2 separate regions of the Canis lupus genome follow, and region 1 is linked to region 2. The links are chromatin contacts, called in public Hi-C maps. All regions are on one chromosome and are shown on one strand. The core of a region is the stretch at or near the end of the contact, and the rest is flanking DNA. Distances in the headings are between cores, read along the strand shown.

What was found. A called contact is a pair of places that touch in the nucleus more often than the background predicts.
Region 1: a Hi-C map of liver shows a contact between it and region 2, with 2.6 times the contacts expected there. The contact joins the promoter of PCM1 here to the enhancer-like site in region 2. A contact is called at or near these places in 2 of 9 Hi-C or Micro-C datasets (amygdala and liver).

The regions. Positions count from the first base shown.
Region 1 is chr16:42,098,901-42,106,029 of UU_Cfam_GSD_1.0, reverse strand. It overlaps PCM1 (pericentriolar material 1 protein), which reads right to left and starts at 3,552. Exons shown (of 43, transcript XM_038560292.1): 1 at 3,345-3,552; 2 at 1,758-1,827.
Region 2 is chr16:42,056,755-42,064,495 of UU_Cfam_GSD_1.0, reverse strand. It overlaps FGL1 (fibrinogen-like protein 1), which reads left to right. Exons shown (of 8, transcript XM_038560275.1): 4 at 4,624-4,783; 5 at 5,030-5,127. Among named protein-coding and RNA genes, the nearest start is that of FGL1, 20 kb to the left of the region's middle. Within about 2 kb of position 2,360, at least 4 of the 20 cell types and tissues checked have an H3K27ac peak or open chromatin away from gene starts, as enhancers often do. A contact at or near this core is called in liver, where this site is marked.

The sequences.
Region 1 (7,129 bases), core at 2,303-4,802, 40 kb before region 2:
TAATGTCTATCTCATCTTCTCTATTCCAATACAGTTTTCACTCTGGACTGGCAATTTGTTCAAGGTCCTGAAGTTCTGAAATCCTTCCTTCTGATTGTTAAGTCCTAGCATTTCACTTTCTTACTTGGTCATTCTCCCTGAACCTGCTCTTGGCCCTGCTGCAAACTTCCAGTCCCTTGGTCATTCTTCCTTCCAGAAACCCATTAATCCCTTGCTTCTTTACTCAACCCCATACACAAGCCCAAGTAAGTCATTCCAAAAATGCCTTGCAAACATCCTTGACTTCCTCACTGATTTAACCGTCCTATCAATTCAATTCTGGATAAACCCCACTACCTGCTCTTTGCTTCTACTTGCAAACTGTCAGAGAGCAGAAAAATAGTTATAAAATGTCATTGGCTATGTTCACTATTAAGGTACACTATATCATACTGCACACACACAAATGAACACTTTCAAAACGTAGATTTATTCGATAAGGCACCTTGCCTGTTTTGCTCACTACCATATCTCCAGTACTTTACAGTCATTAAGTCACCCACTGTAGGCACTCAATTAAATTTGTAAGATGAATGTATTACAATGTACTCTGTTGGCTTCTAAATGAATCCCCTAGTGTGATTTCTATTTTTCCCAAGTGTCAAATAAACTTGTCTCTTTTACAAATGGTCAAATCCTCTAATGAGAAAATCAAGGCCTTCTAAAGTGAGTTAACATAATTGCCCTATATTTTTATTCCATCTCATACATCTTTCATAATGTGTCAAAAAATAATTATTTATAACTGGTTTTATAATTCTTTTTATTTTACTAAATGCCTGCTGTATCAAGAACTCTAATACGCAAACATTTGACCTTCCCTGAGTTCTATTTTTCTTGTCCTGTTAGTCTTCCAATTAAAAAAAAATACTGAAAACTGTAATAAAGAGATAAATCAACTGCCAATCTGTACTTTCTCACGTTAGCTTAGTTCATAAAGGAACAAAGGACTTATCTGCTTTCCTGGAAAGCAAAGATATATTAGATTATATTTTGAAAATGGGTTATCTTAAAATTTCAACAGTGGACTTAAATTCAGACTCTGACACTTCTTAAAAGAGCAATTACTTCTTAAACATTTAACAAAAATTTCTTCTGATCCTCATCCATGAATCATTTAATTTCTCAGCTGCCCTTGGCAAATAACTACTTAACTTCCCTCTGAACTTACATGGACATTTTTTGCTGGTCAGAGAGTATCTGTACATAACCAGCATTTGATAATGCACTGTGCATAAAAACTTTAATTCTAGACACCTAAAAGAAAAAAAAGCAAAACTTAAATCAAAAGTGGATGTAACAAGTTCAAGAAGTAATCTGTAAATAAAAATTTCTAAAATCAACTAATAGAAAAGTTGTAGAAAAGGACTTAAAATTACATAGATTTGTAAAAAGAGGCAATCCAATAGCTGTCATAGGACAAATCTAAACTCGAACGACCTGAAAAAATTCTGGAAAGAAAGACATTTCAAAAGGCATTGCTTAAATTTTTCCAGTATTTAATAATTAGGAATGACATGGCTCTTTTCTAGCAAAAGTATGAAAGCAGACCAAAGTGGCATGCCAAAAAGCAATGCACACAGGGCAGCAACCCCTGGTCTGTTTACTAAATACAGTGAGTGGGTCCTCAACCACGCACTGGTATGTTGATAGCAGTCTCCATTTTAAAGTCTCCAACTATCAAACAAAAAACAGTAACATAGATAATGTCAAATTACCTGTTTAAAAACTAGTTTTAAACTACTTCAGAAATGGCTCCTTCCCTGCTTCAGGCTTCAAAGCTGTTGCCTGCTTGTGATTTAAAAAAAACAAACAAAAAAACCACTTTAGTAAATTTACTTATACTATGGAGTATAGAATAACAAACACTAACTATACTTACAACCTAAAATGTCTAGAAAAATGAACAGAAAAGGAAAAATCCAACTTATCAATATTTTAGACTGGTTACGTTAGTGCTTGTGAAAAAACCACGTGATCTACGTAAACGTTTAAATTATCCATACTTCTAAGATTCTACCCAACAAAGGGATACGTTAATAGCTACTCTGGGATGTGGTAAAAACGGTTAACTCTAATTATCCTGAAAAGAGCCATGCCAAAGTTGACTGCTCCTGTTGTCATGAACTTTCTGCCACTCCCAACCATTCAAGAACTTTGTATATCCAATAATAATAAAGTTTCTTTCCTTGAAAGCTACCCTACAAGAAAACAACTTTGTCACTGGAGACACACAAGGCTTACTGCCTTCAGTTTAGACCCTCCGTCTTACAACGGTTTCCAGGACGCTCACCGAGAAGGTGAGACTGAAAAGAAAAGAGCAGGTGCACCAGAAGCCCTAGGGCACCCACTCCAGTAACCAGAGAATACCAGAGGGCGGAGTCTGGAGGGCAGTAGTGGGGCGGGGGCCGCAGGGGGCCCAGCGAGCCCGCTGCTCCCAGCGCCAAACTACCCTCCGTTCCTCATAGGGCGCACGACACGGACCTCAAAACCCGCCAAAAAGAAAAAAAATAAAAAAAAATAAAAAAAAGAAAAATATCCGACGAGGCGAGGTCCTCCGGAGTGGGCCGCAGGACGAAAAGTTTGGGCGACCCGCCTCCCTGGCAGGGCCAGTTCTCCAATCCCCAAACGCCAGTTTCTGCAGAGCAAGCAAAGCTTCCCGAATCCCCACTCCGGCGTTTACGTTCCCCGACCCTCGGCCCCTTCTCACCGGTCCTGCAGGACACACAGCTCGACTACTCCCGCTCGCCGCATGAAGCACCTCTTGGCCCAGTCGGGGGCGCCTCCCCCCCCCGCCCCAGGCCCCTACTCCCACCCCGCCGTCCCGCTCTTCTGCTCGGAGGATCCCCGAGACGGCAAACCCCGCGCGGCTCACGGCGCAACGCAGAAGCGGCGGCGCTCCTCACCCGGCCTTCTGCACCCCAAAATCCGGACGCCGACGGGCCCCCCCAAGGGAGTCTGGGAGTGGGGTTGGGGGCGGGGCGCGGTCACGTCGGCCGCGGCCGCTCTGGGACCCCAACTAGAGCCCCGGCGCCCGAGCCCCAGGGCGGCCTCCTCCTCGGGGCCAGAAAATGAGGGGCGGGGAGGCACGGCCGGGGGCTCTGCAGCCACCAACGCGTCCCCCGGTGCCCGCCCAGGCCGAGCCCACGTCCTCCGGCCCGACCGCCTGCCCAGGGGACGTGACGCCGGAAGCAAGAAGACCCAGGCGCGGGGCCCCACAGGGTCGCGCGTCCAGGAGCCGCTGCTCTCCCGCCCCTGCGCCGCGCCGCCCTCCGTTGCCAAGGGCCGGGGACGCGCAGCATTACCTGTAAACGAAGCCGCCGCTCCTGCCGAAGGTAGAGTAGCGGTCAGGCCCCACGACCCGCCACCTTAGAGACCGCAGCAAGGAGCGCCCACAAGTTCCCCGGCTGCCTAGGGCCCAATGGCCGCCTTCTCCACCTCAGCTACTCGGCGCCAACCGCCGCAGCCACCGCCATCTTAGATCTCATTGTGGTGGGAGAAGAGGGGCGGGGGGGGGCACTGCAGAGGGGGCCGCGCGCCGGGAGACTGCGCCGTCGCCTCGGCAACGGCCGCGCGGGGGCGAGAACTCGGCCGCGCAGGAGCCGCAGTGCGACCGACGCGCTAGCCCGGAGTCACGTGACCGCCCGAGCCTGTGGTGTCACCTCGGGGGCGCTTTGAGCCCGGCGCCGCTGACGCAGAGGAACGACCGGAGACTACATATCCCAGAAGGCCAACTCGACCCTGGTTTATCGGCGTCCGCGCGTCCATCGCGAGAGGGAGAACTACAAATCCCGGCATGCTGTGGACCTGCGGGCGCTGCTCGGCGACCTGTGCGGAAAGGGAGTTCGAGCCTCCTCCTCAGCTGGAAAAAACGGAGGCTCGTTCTGGGTTTCTGTGTGGCTGGCTGTCAGCTCCGGATCCCGCTGCAGGGCGGGGAGAAAGACCGAAGTCCGTCTTCTGTTTCTTGCCCACCCACATCCGGGTTACGAAGAGACGAAAACCAGAAGGCCCTTTAGCAACGAACTAGTCCTGATTGTACACAGTGGCCGTTGATAATGGGAAGCTAATTGGGTAAACCAATTAACCAGATAGCTAGCTACTCGGGGAGAATCCTAAATGTTAAGGATGAACACCACCTTGGATTAATGTCTTCCTTTTTTTCCTTTGGAAGAACCAGATGATTTTAATCAAAATTTAGTATTGGGGAATTTTCTCTTAAAACTAAGTCTCTGAATTCTCTTTTTATTTATGCTCCCACCTCGGCAGTAGCTCTATCAAGAACGGTATATGGACAGATTTTTCTCGTTTAAAAAAAAAAAATAAGGAAAAATTGGAAGAACCAGATGGTTTTAATCAAAATTTAGTATTGGGGAATTTTCTCTTAAAACTAAGTCTGAATTCTCTTTTTATTTATGCTCCCCACCTCGGCAGTAGCTCTATCAAGAACGATATATTGACAGATTCTCTAATTTAAAAAGAAAGAAAAATTCAACCGAGTGAATGCTAAGATCCAACTGGCTTTATTGGACGAATTAGGAATTAAGCAGCGTTCCATCTAGCAAATAGGGAGATCCTGCAGCTGTAGAAACGGGAATGTTTGTAAGGGCAGATTGGGGGTGGAAAAAAGGAAATTATTAGCAAAGAATGGAAAAAAGGAAATTACTAGCAAAGAATGCATTGATTCTGGCAAGGTTGCCTTCCTAAGTGAAAAGGAAAGCCCTGCCAGGTGGATTACTGACCTACTGATGGCCAAGTAATTCTGACTAAAGGTTACGTTTACTGGGGTGTTGAAACTGCATTTAGGTCAGATATTAAGGCTGAGTTGGTTGAGGTGGGGTTTAGCATACACGTTCCATTTGGGGGCCTGCTGTTTCCCTTCTAACACTCCTAACACGCCAAAAAAAGGGGGGGCGGGGGTAATGACTTTTAAGGCCTTTCGTGTACTTACCTGAAAAGTTAAAACACTTCCAATTTTACCTGAGTGCGAGGGCATTCTATATTTCAGACAGTTTGTGAGATGAGCTTAAGCAAAGAGTAGAATGAATGAATAATGGGCATTTAGGTTCCAACAACAAATTGTTCTCAATCCCCAACAGAAGTTGTTCAAAGAAGCCGAGTAGTAGTAGAACTGTTATCTCGATACATAATTCAGGTAAATTAAACTCTTTCTGAGACTATATTCAGGTTCAAAGTCATCGCAATGATCTTTGTCACTGTCTTATGTTTTTGAGTACATTTCTGTGTGTCTAACGTTGATGATTAGGTGACGAATTCATAGTCCCTGCCCTTGAAGGCTAATATTTTAAAGAATGATGGAGAAGTAGGATGTGATGTAAATAAATTCTGTTTTGTAAGAAAACAAAGTGCTATGAGAATCCAAAGCACAGGGTGCCCTATGCCCCATTCTAATTACACCACTAGATAGCTCTGAGATCTTGGGCAAGTTTCTGAACCTTTCTGAGTTTCAACTGCCCGCTCTATAAAATAAAGGGGAGGGAACAATAATATTGCCTACCTTGCAGGGATTTTTTTAAGTAGTATTTGATAGAAGGCACAAATTAAGCATTTTATCTGTTGTGATTTTCTTAATTCTCCTGACTCTCCTGAAGAGATTGATTTCACATTTGTTCTATTTTAGAAACAAAAGGTTAAATAAATAACCAAAATTCTGACAGCTCCAAGTGGTAGAGTCTAGGTTATACTGGGGTCTACTAAACTTGGAGGGATTGGGGGGGGGGGACTTTTTTGATTAAATAAGAGAATGAATGGAAAAAGTTAATATGTGGTAAGGCCTCAAAATATTAGCTATCTTTATTATCATCACCGTAATCATCTTTTTGTTTATATATACCTATTATTTTTAAATATGTAGAGGCTATTGTCATTAAAACAATTCAAATGATTAAAAATATTATTTAAGTCAATATGGTCATTATGCTTTCAAAATTCATGGTCTCTAAAAAAAATGTCAATACTATTATGTCTGTTTAGCAGGGGGAGGAGTCTGAGAAATTTTTACGTTAAAGAGAGATCCTCAAACTCAAATATGAGCATACTGATCTTAGCAGAGAACAAGGGAAAGAAAAAAACATGAAAAACTATATAATTATTCCAGATCTCCAAAACCTTAACATTCAGAAAACAAACCTTATACAAAAGAATCAATTTAGTATTAGTAATGTATGAATATCGCCAATAAATGATACGATAGTAAGTGCTGTAGGAATTCAGAGAAAAAGTATTGATGCATTGCTTCAAAGATAATGATGGCTTCAGGATTTCTGCATAGGATGAAATTAGGAGCAACAGGTGGAAATGTAGATGGGGAATATAGTGGTCTCTCAGAGATACATGTTGAAACTACCTCTCAGTTTTCCACATTTAAGAACAACTTGATATATGTATTAAACATGGGAGAGGAGGCCTAAATGGAAAGCACGCTTCAGACATATATTTCATCCAGAATTAGTGATGGATAAAGCAGAAATGAGACTATATGAAGCAGAGGATTCCTATGGGGGGACAGGGAGAAAAGAAAGAACTGATGAACAGGTTTCTATCTATTTATACAAACTCTAGAAAATCTTAAATGGTGATCTGAAGAGATTGGACTTTGTTCTATAGATAGTGTAAAATCACATGGAGTCTTTGAAAGAAGCAATGATATAATGAAGTAGTTATTTTAAGACTTTAATCTAGTAGCAATGTTTAGAACAGGCTAGGGAGAGCAGAGACAAGGAGAACAGGTGGCAACTGGCATGAAGTAATTAAGGTCTGGCCTAATGTAGCAGGATAAATCAAGTCAAAGAGTTGCTTTCTGATTGTTGTGTAAAATAGCATTTTTATGATCAGGGGGTGCTTACAGTAGAACATTTTGGGCTATCTCATTTATCTCTTTAATGTGTTCTGTGTTCTATATCCACAGGATTTAAGTACAGTGAGAGCAGAAACTGTGCCTTTTGTAGTTCTTTATATCACAAAAGCCCAACAGAGTTCATTTACTGTATTTTGATATTCACGAATTTGGTCTTTGAAATAACAAGTTTTCGCAATACCTAGGTTTAACCTGCAGGTGGTGATAGAACTTAAA
Region 2 (7,741 bases), core at 1,111-3,610:
TGTAAGAGGAGACACCAGGGACACTGGTGCACAGAGGAAAGACTGTATGAGGATGCAGCAAGAGGCAGCCACCTGCAAGGCAAGGACAGAGGGTTCCGAAGAACCCAACCCAATGCTACTGGAGCCTTATATGATTCCAAAAGTGGTACACAGCTAATCTCAAGGGCAAAGAACTGACGGGTGGAAGGGAAGTTCCCATTATTCCAAATTCCAAACTAAGCTCAAAACCCAGGGTATCTACTCAAATATAATCTGAGCAGGTTGTGAACACAGATTCAAGTGTTCAAGTGTCCCATCATGCCAGGAGGCAGGTGATTGGATGATTGTTACTAGTACTGTGCAACCAGTCATGGGAAGAATGAGGTTTACGAGTTAAAACTCCAATCCTTGTGTCAGGAGCGCTGCGTGGAGTCCTTGGGAAACGAGAAGTCACCAAGGAATAAAGCACAAATTAGTTACTAGGAAATGGAAATGCCACGGTCAGTGGAAGACTGTATAAGCAGGAGTTGGATGGAAGAACACATGGACAGGGTCCAGACAAACCATTATAGTGTGTGTATGTCTTATAATGTTACAATGCATGTAATTAGATAGACATTTTCTGGTTTTGGATATAACATTTTTTTAAAGGTCTTATTTATTTATTCATGAGAGACACAGAGGGAGAGCCAGAGATATAGGCAGAAGGAGAAGCAGGCTCCCCGCAGGAAGCCTGATGCGGGACTTGATCCCAAGACCCTGGGATCATGACCTGAGCCAAAGTCAGATGCTCACCTGCTTAGCCACCCAGGCATCCCAGGATAAAACATTTTTTTAAGAACCCAGAAGTTAGTAGATCTGTGTAATATTCTTCATATACAGTAGAATCATGAGGGAAAAGGAGGAATAAATTATAATTTGGCTTTATCTTTTAGCATATAGGCACATAGTACTGGAGAGCCTGCCAAGGGCAAACCCTGGATAAATGAAATATATAACAACCATAAATACTAAAAATATATTTAACATAATATATGTAATATTGTATAAGATATATAAGAACTTGCTACCAAAGTTTGTTTTTGGCTCCCTTAAATTAAAAAAATTAAATTTTCATGTATACCATCTGTCAAAATATGAGTTTCTTTGTTTTTATTTACAAGTTGCCGTATTAGTACTAATTTGTTTTCTGAATTCTAATTCATCTCATGGTAGAAAACACCTGGTTGCATACAACTTAGCAATTTGTACAAATAATGCACAAATCATGTGATTTTTATACAACATATAATTAAATGCATCTTTTGTTGAAGCTTTTGGCTGCTATTGAATTATGTATATAAATTAAAAGATAATAGTGGTACAGTCACATTAATTGGTGACCATCACAACAGCCTGTGGCATCATATCTATTCAACCAACAAGATCACTGGTTTAACCAGATCCCCTTCTGCAGGGCCCTCAGTCTTTATGAGACAAATCTCTTGAGGCAGTACGTGTAGTGGTTAAGGTCAGAGGAGGCACTGACTATATAAGCAGGAGTAGGATCGAAGAATCCCAAGAATAGGGTCTAGACAAACCATTATAGTGTGTGTATGTGTGTTTGTCTTATAAAATTATAACACATATAATAAGATAGATGATAGTCATTTTCTGGCTTTGGATATCACATTTAAAAAAAGAAAACCCAGAAGTCACTAGGTCTGTGTAATATTCTTCATCTATGGTAGAATCATTGAAGTCTGGTTTCAAATTGCAGCTGCCCATCTTGCTAGCTGTAGCCTTTGAGCAAGTTACTTAACCTTTATGGCCCTCATATTCCCCATCTGTAAAGTGGAATTTTAAGAATGCTTCTTTATTGTAAAGATTAAGAGTTACCACATGTAACATGATTACAATAGCAGTTAGTACAAAAGAACCGCCCCATGAAAGTCAGCCATCTATCTGCATTGTGTACTCTCTCCCTTGTTTTCACAGGAGAGAGCCCACACTCCCTATCCCTCAAGAATCATGCCCTCTCCAAAGAAGCAAGATCCTTTCTTCCTTTAAGTTTCCTTCTTAATGTCACCTGGGGGGTGAGAATGACTATAGCAGGGCTAGCTCTAGCATTTCCCAGCATGCCCCTGAGTGGCTGCTGAGCTCACATTGGCCTTTCTTTGAGTTTAGAATGTGGGGTACACTGTGTCTTTGGTTCTCAGCTTTGAGCTCAGCCACCATCCCGGGACAAGAGGGAAGTCCATTTGGCAGGCTGTCATGTCACTTTGTGAAGCTTAAATGTTTAGCCTTCCAGCATGTCTTGCTTTCTGCATGATCAGAGAAAGTATTCACCTCGTCCAGTTTAGTGCAGTGTTTGTCAGAGGGCAGGAAATCTTGGCCTCAGTCTAGTATTATGTAAGTGCCCAAAACTCCCTTTTTGTTTTTTTGAACTCCTATGAACACAGAGCTTTGTAACCCTGCCTTTGCCTGCCTATTATTCTTCAGAGAGTTGAGTGGGTCGAAAGATTTTGAAAATCATAGTTTTAAATACCTAGTTAATGTTTCACAGCCTACATTGCTTGACCTTCCTGCTATCACAGTGCAAGTCACATTTCCCCAAGGCAGGTTCCTTGTTTCTAACTTATTTCTTATGAGCAATTTTAATACTGGTGGGGTTTTTTTGTTTTTTTTTTTTTTTTATGTTTTTTCACTTGATGGGTATTTTTGTGTTTATCCCCCCCCCTTTTTTTTAAGTTGAAAGCTTTCCTCTGGATTTAAGTTGTGTTTGGTTTTTTCCTCTGGGAAGAAGGAAAAAAAAATTTTTAAACACAAACAAACTTGCAGTTGGCATAAAATAGAAACAAATAGAAAATATTGGCTGCAAATGCTATTTTCACAAAGTTTTCCAGAGGAAAAAGTTATAGCTAATCATTTCCATATTTGCCTGGAAAATAGTTTGAATCTTTGGAGTCTTTACTATTCAGCTCTTTGGTAGGAGATTATATGTAAGCAAAGAGCTCCTTTCTTAACAAGGTTAAAATCTGCTTATTTTAATGAAAAGTGTTGTACAATTTACTTGACCACAAAATGTAAGCTTTTGAACAACACTGAACCAATTTTAGGTAATGTTTTTCTTCTTGTTTAATTGCCAAAAAAGGATTTTTTTTTAAGAATCTAGCACACATAAAGAATGAGCTTCTGAAACTCAGAAATAAATACACAAATAAAGCCTAAATCATTACAAAGATGAACATCTCACCAAAGCAGTAGTATATGATTGGTCTCAAGCTGGTGAGGGCTTTTTTTTTTTTTTCCAAGATTTTATTTATTCATTCATGAGAGACACAGAGGGAGCAGCAGAGACATAGGTAGAGGGAGAAGCAGGCTCCCTGGGTGGGGGGGGGGGGGGGGGGGAGGCAGCCAGGGTGGAACTCGATCCCAGGACCCCAGGATCAGGCCCTGAGCGGAAGGCATACCCTCAACAACTGAGCCACCCAGGTGTCCCTGGTGAGGGCTTTTGGAAGTGACTAAGTTTATTTTCCTTTCTCTTTTAATTCATATTGCCTATTCACCAATTTAATGTGCAGTATATTTTATTTGTAACAAAATAGAGTTGTAGACAGTTTGGCATCAAAACAGTGAAAATGAAGATAGAACTTTAAAATATGCTAACAGAATAGAATTATCCAATCAGGAACAGAAATTTTTTTTTTTAAAAAAAGAAGGAAATTAACAAAATGATAAGGGTAAAGAGTGAAAGTTAGCTATAGTGTTAAGCTATAGTATTTTTACTCAAAAGTCTGTAACCATCTGAGACCATCTCTTAATGCGACCACAACTTCAACCAACCTGTAAACATAGCTTCCTAGGCATCGAAACAATGGTGAAGTCCATTCTCTCGCCATATTCTCTAAATGTGTATGTATCTGCCTAGATGAGACCCAGGGGCAATTAATTTATCCTACCCTCAAGCAATTTAAGAAATTCATATTACTTTTTGATAACAAATTGGTATCTAATGCTTGCTTCAATAGTCAAAGAACTATCATGGCAAAGAAGAATACAGGGATAAAAGGAAGAGTGGAAACTTGCAGTTTTTAGCAAAAACATCTAAGAATGCATGGACTGTTAGAAATTTCAGTGGGTTAGCCTGGGAGGTTGAGCCTGGGAGGTTATAAGACTCTAACAAGAAGATTACTATTTTGAATTCATCTCCAGATGTTCAGAATGATTTATAATGCTTGAAGTCAAGATAACCCATATTAAATTGTTTGAGGTTTTATTTCTACTTCCATTTCAGCATCATAGGAGTGATCAGTTCTGTTATCCTGTCAGATAAAGCTATAAGCTCCACTTAAATATACTGTAATTAACTGAATATATATAATTTTTTCATTATTTTCCACAAAAATCAGAAATAAGAAATCAAATCCCTATTTTATTTTTGTGATCATGTCAAGGAGTCAGATGATCATTAAATACTAGGAAAGGAAATGAGACTTGCCTAATATCTACTGGAAGACATCCAAGATGCAATTTTAAAAAGCTGATTATCTATACCATGTGTTTATCTGTCTCCATTAGTATTGAGGTAATCTTATCCAGAGGCTCCCATGGGGGTGAAAAAAGACACATAACAAATGTTACATTACTTTGTTTTGCAAACAGACTGTTCAGAGATTTTTAATGATGGGTATAAGCGCAGTGGATTTTACAAAATCAAACCTCTCCAGAGCCCAGCAATATTCTCCGTTTACTGTGACATGTCTGATGGAGGAGGATGGACTGTAATTCAGAGACGATCTGATGGCAGTGAGAATTTTAACAGGTGTGCTAATTATGACATAAGGATTTATTTGGAGTAGCATGTGTGAGATTAGAAACTAAGCCTTTTTATTATATCCTGAGGTCTATAATTAGAATTTCACTCTCTAAGTAAGAGACTGAAAGTTCATTTAGTAATCAAGAAAATGTTGGGGGTTGTGAGCAGTAGTTAGGAGGGGTGGGTACCTGGGTTACTCCAAAGGTCCTTTCGGGTTTTGCTAAAATCAGCTTTTACTTTAAATTTTTTTAGGGGCTGGGATGACTATGAAAATGGCTTTGGAAATTTTGTTCAGGAAAATGGTGAATATTGGTTGGGTAACAAAAATCTTCACTTACTGACCACGCAAGGTAAGGTTTGCCTGTTACCAAATTCACTTGAAGTACGATTAAAAAGAAACAACACTAAAATGTTTTCACTAAACCATAGGCAACAGAACCAATTCAGTAACTGCTGTGTTTTGCAGATGGCCACGATCCCTTCTGGGCAATAATCCCCCTTATAAACTGTGGTCACTTAAAACTAGGACCAGAAGCAAAGAAAACTAGATCTGGACTGGAATGGGAGATTTCTCATATATTTATTTTCTATTTCCAGAAAGGAAATATAATGTCATCATCTTTTTTTTTTTTTTTTTTTTTTTTAATGCTTCAAGTTCCTCAAATTATACTTGGGTCAGCTATCTACTGTCACAATAATAGTATGTAACAAACCACTTCAAGATTTATTGGCTTAAAGTCACAAACATTTATTATTGCTCACAAATGTACAAGTTGGCTGGGCGGTGTTGCTCATCAAGGCTGCGTGCTGCCGATCTTGGCTGGGCGTGCTCATGGGTCTGTGACCCATGTCCTGGTCTGCTGGAGGCTGGCTATTATAGTGGGTCTCAGATGGAACCACTGAGCTCTGCTCTTTACCGTCTCTCACCTTCCAGGTAGCTTGCCTGGACCTGTTCTTGTACTGCAGGCAGTGTTCCAAAAAAGAGAGAGTTCAAGTACCGAAGTTTCTTGAGACCTAGCCTTAGAACCGGCACATGATCATTTTTACTGCCTTCTTCTGGTAAAAGCAAGTCACAGGAGCAGCGCAATTTAATGGGAAACAAAACAAAACAAAACAAATCAAAAAAGGGAAACAGACTTGATGGAAGGAGTTACAAAGTGGCATTGCAAAGGTTGAGGCCAACATTTAGGTCATTGAGGCTGTTTTTGCAAAAAACACCATAAGAAATCTTCTTGTCTCTATCCCCTTCAGCTTTTATTTTGAAAAATTTCGAAGATACAGCAAAATTGACAAAAGATTCAACCTACGACCTAGATTCTACACTAACATTTTAGTGTTTTTATTATTTTAATCACATATCTAGCCATCCATCAAGCGGTTTTATTTTATTGACACATTTCAAATTGAAGACATCTGTATGATTCCCCTTGTCTTATGTACTGCATGGGTATCTTCTGTTAGGGTTCAGTATTTGCCTAAAATATCATTAGTTTGATGAATTTTCTAAGTTTCTCTTTCCCATGATCAAAATTTACTCCAGCCCATTGCCTTCCTTGTCTCAAGTGTAAAGCCAAGATCATAGGCAGCCCCACTGAGGTCTGATGCAGAATGTTTTATAAAAGGCAATTGTATTGCTCAAGAAAGTATGCTATATCATACTGGCAATGCATTAAACATAAAAGCAAGAGTTTGCTTGTTTCATCCAAGTTAAGGAAAGTTATTGGTATTTCTATATTCATAATTCATAAGTAGGATTATAATTATAGGGATCTTTGAGACACCAGAATAATAGACAGAGAGAATAGATAATCTTAGAATCCTGAGAACTTTCTTTGCTTGTCCTTCTTGTGATCAATGCTCTCTAAATTTATATAAGATATCCCTTCCTTCAATGTATTTATTTTCATAGTTTTGAGTGCTTTATGATAGATATATAACACTTATCATACCTGCTTTTTTTGGGACACATTAATAGTTATCTGGTTTCTTACTGAAACTATGAAAACTCTAAGAAGTAACACTTGGCTCTTTCTAAATACACAAAGTTCAAAATTATTTGTCAAATTATTATTTTTTTTCAAATTATTGTTAAATGCTTATTCACCCAGATGTACTTTGCCAACACATCTGCTTCCCCTTTATGTTTTAATTGGTGTTCAGTCTCCTACTCTCATGACAGCAAAAATGTATTTATCAGTTCCAGGCTTCACAACCACATATCACATCATCCCAAGGAAAACCCATGCTTTGTCCCTGCATTCTTTAATTGTGAGAGCACTTAAGGCTAGTGAATTTCCTCTGAAAATAGCCTTATCCCCATTACATAAGTTTTGACTGGAAGTGTTTGCAATAAAATGAATTTAGGAATGGTCTGTAATTGCATTTTGATTTAGTTATTGACCATAAAGATATTTAGATGGTTACCTGAAACATTGAGACTGAGACTTCGTATCTCTCCTACAATGTAAAGTATATTTTAGGAGAGTTAACTTAGCCTGCCTTACTGTTCTCATCCACTTCACAGTCTTGGTTCATATAAGCTCTCCTGCCTTTCGATAAGATTAGAGGGGTTTCTTCCAGAATTCCACATTAGAGAGCTCCAGGGGAGGAAGAGTCTGGGGGCTAGAGTGCCACCGCCAACAGAAGCCCACACTCCTCCCACACTCAGTAACAGCCAATCCAGCATTCCCTGCCCAAACAGCCCTGAGCTTGTTTCCAGGACCTGTTCATGCCTCTTTTTATCTATCCCCCTTGAGAAGATTGTGTTGCTGGTGGGCACATCCCTAAGCCTGAGGGGAGGTAAAGCAATAGCTTTTCATGTGGGTGTAAAGAGAGCTTGGATGTGCGGGCTGGAATGTCCACAAATGTGGACAAGGCCCTTTTTGTGCATGATGGAGAATAGAGATAGGGAAAGGAAGAGAGGAAGCAGACCATACACGAGACCCGTGCGATGGAGTCCAGAGG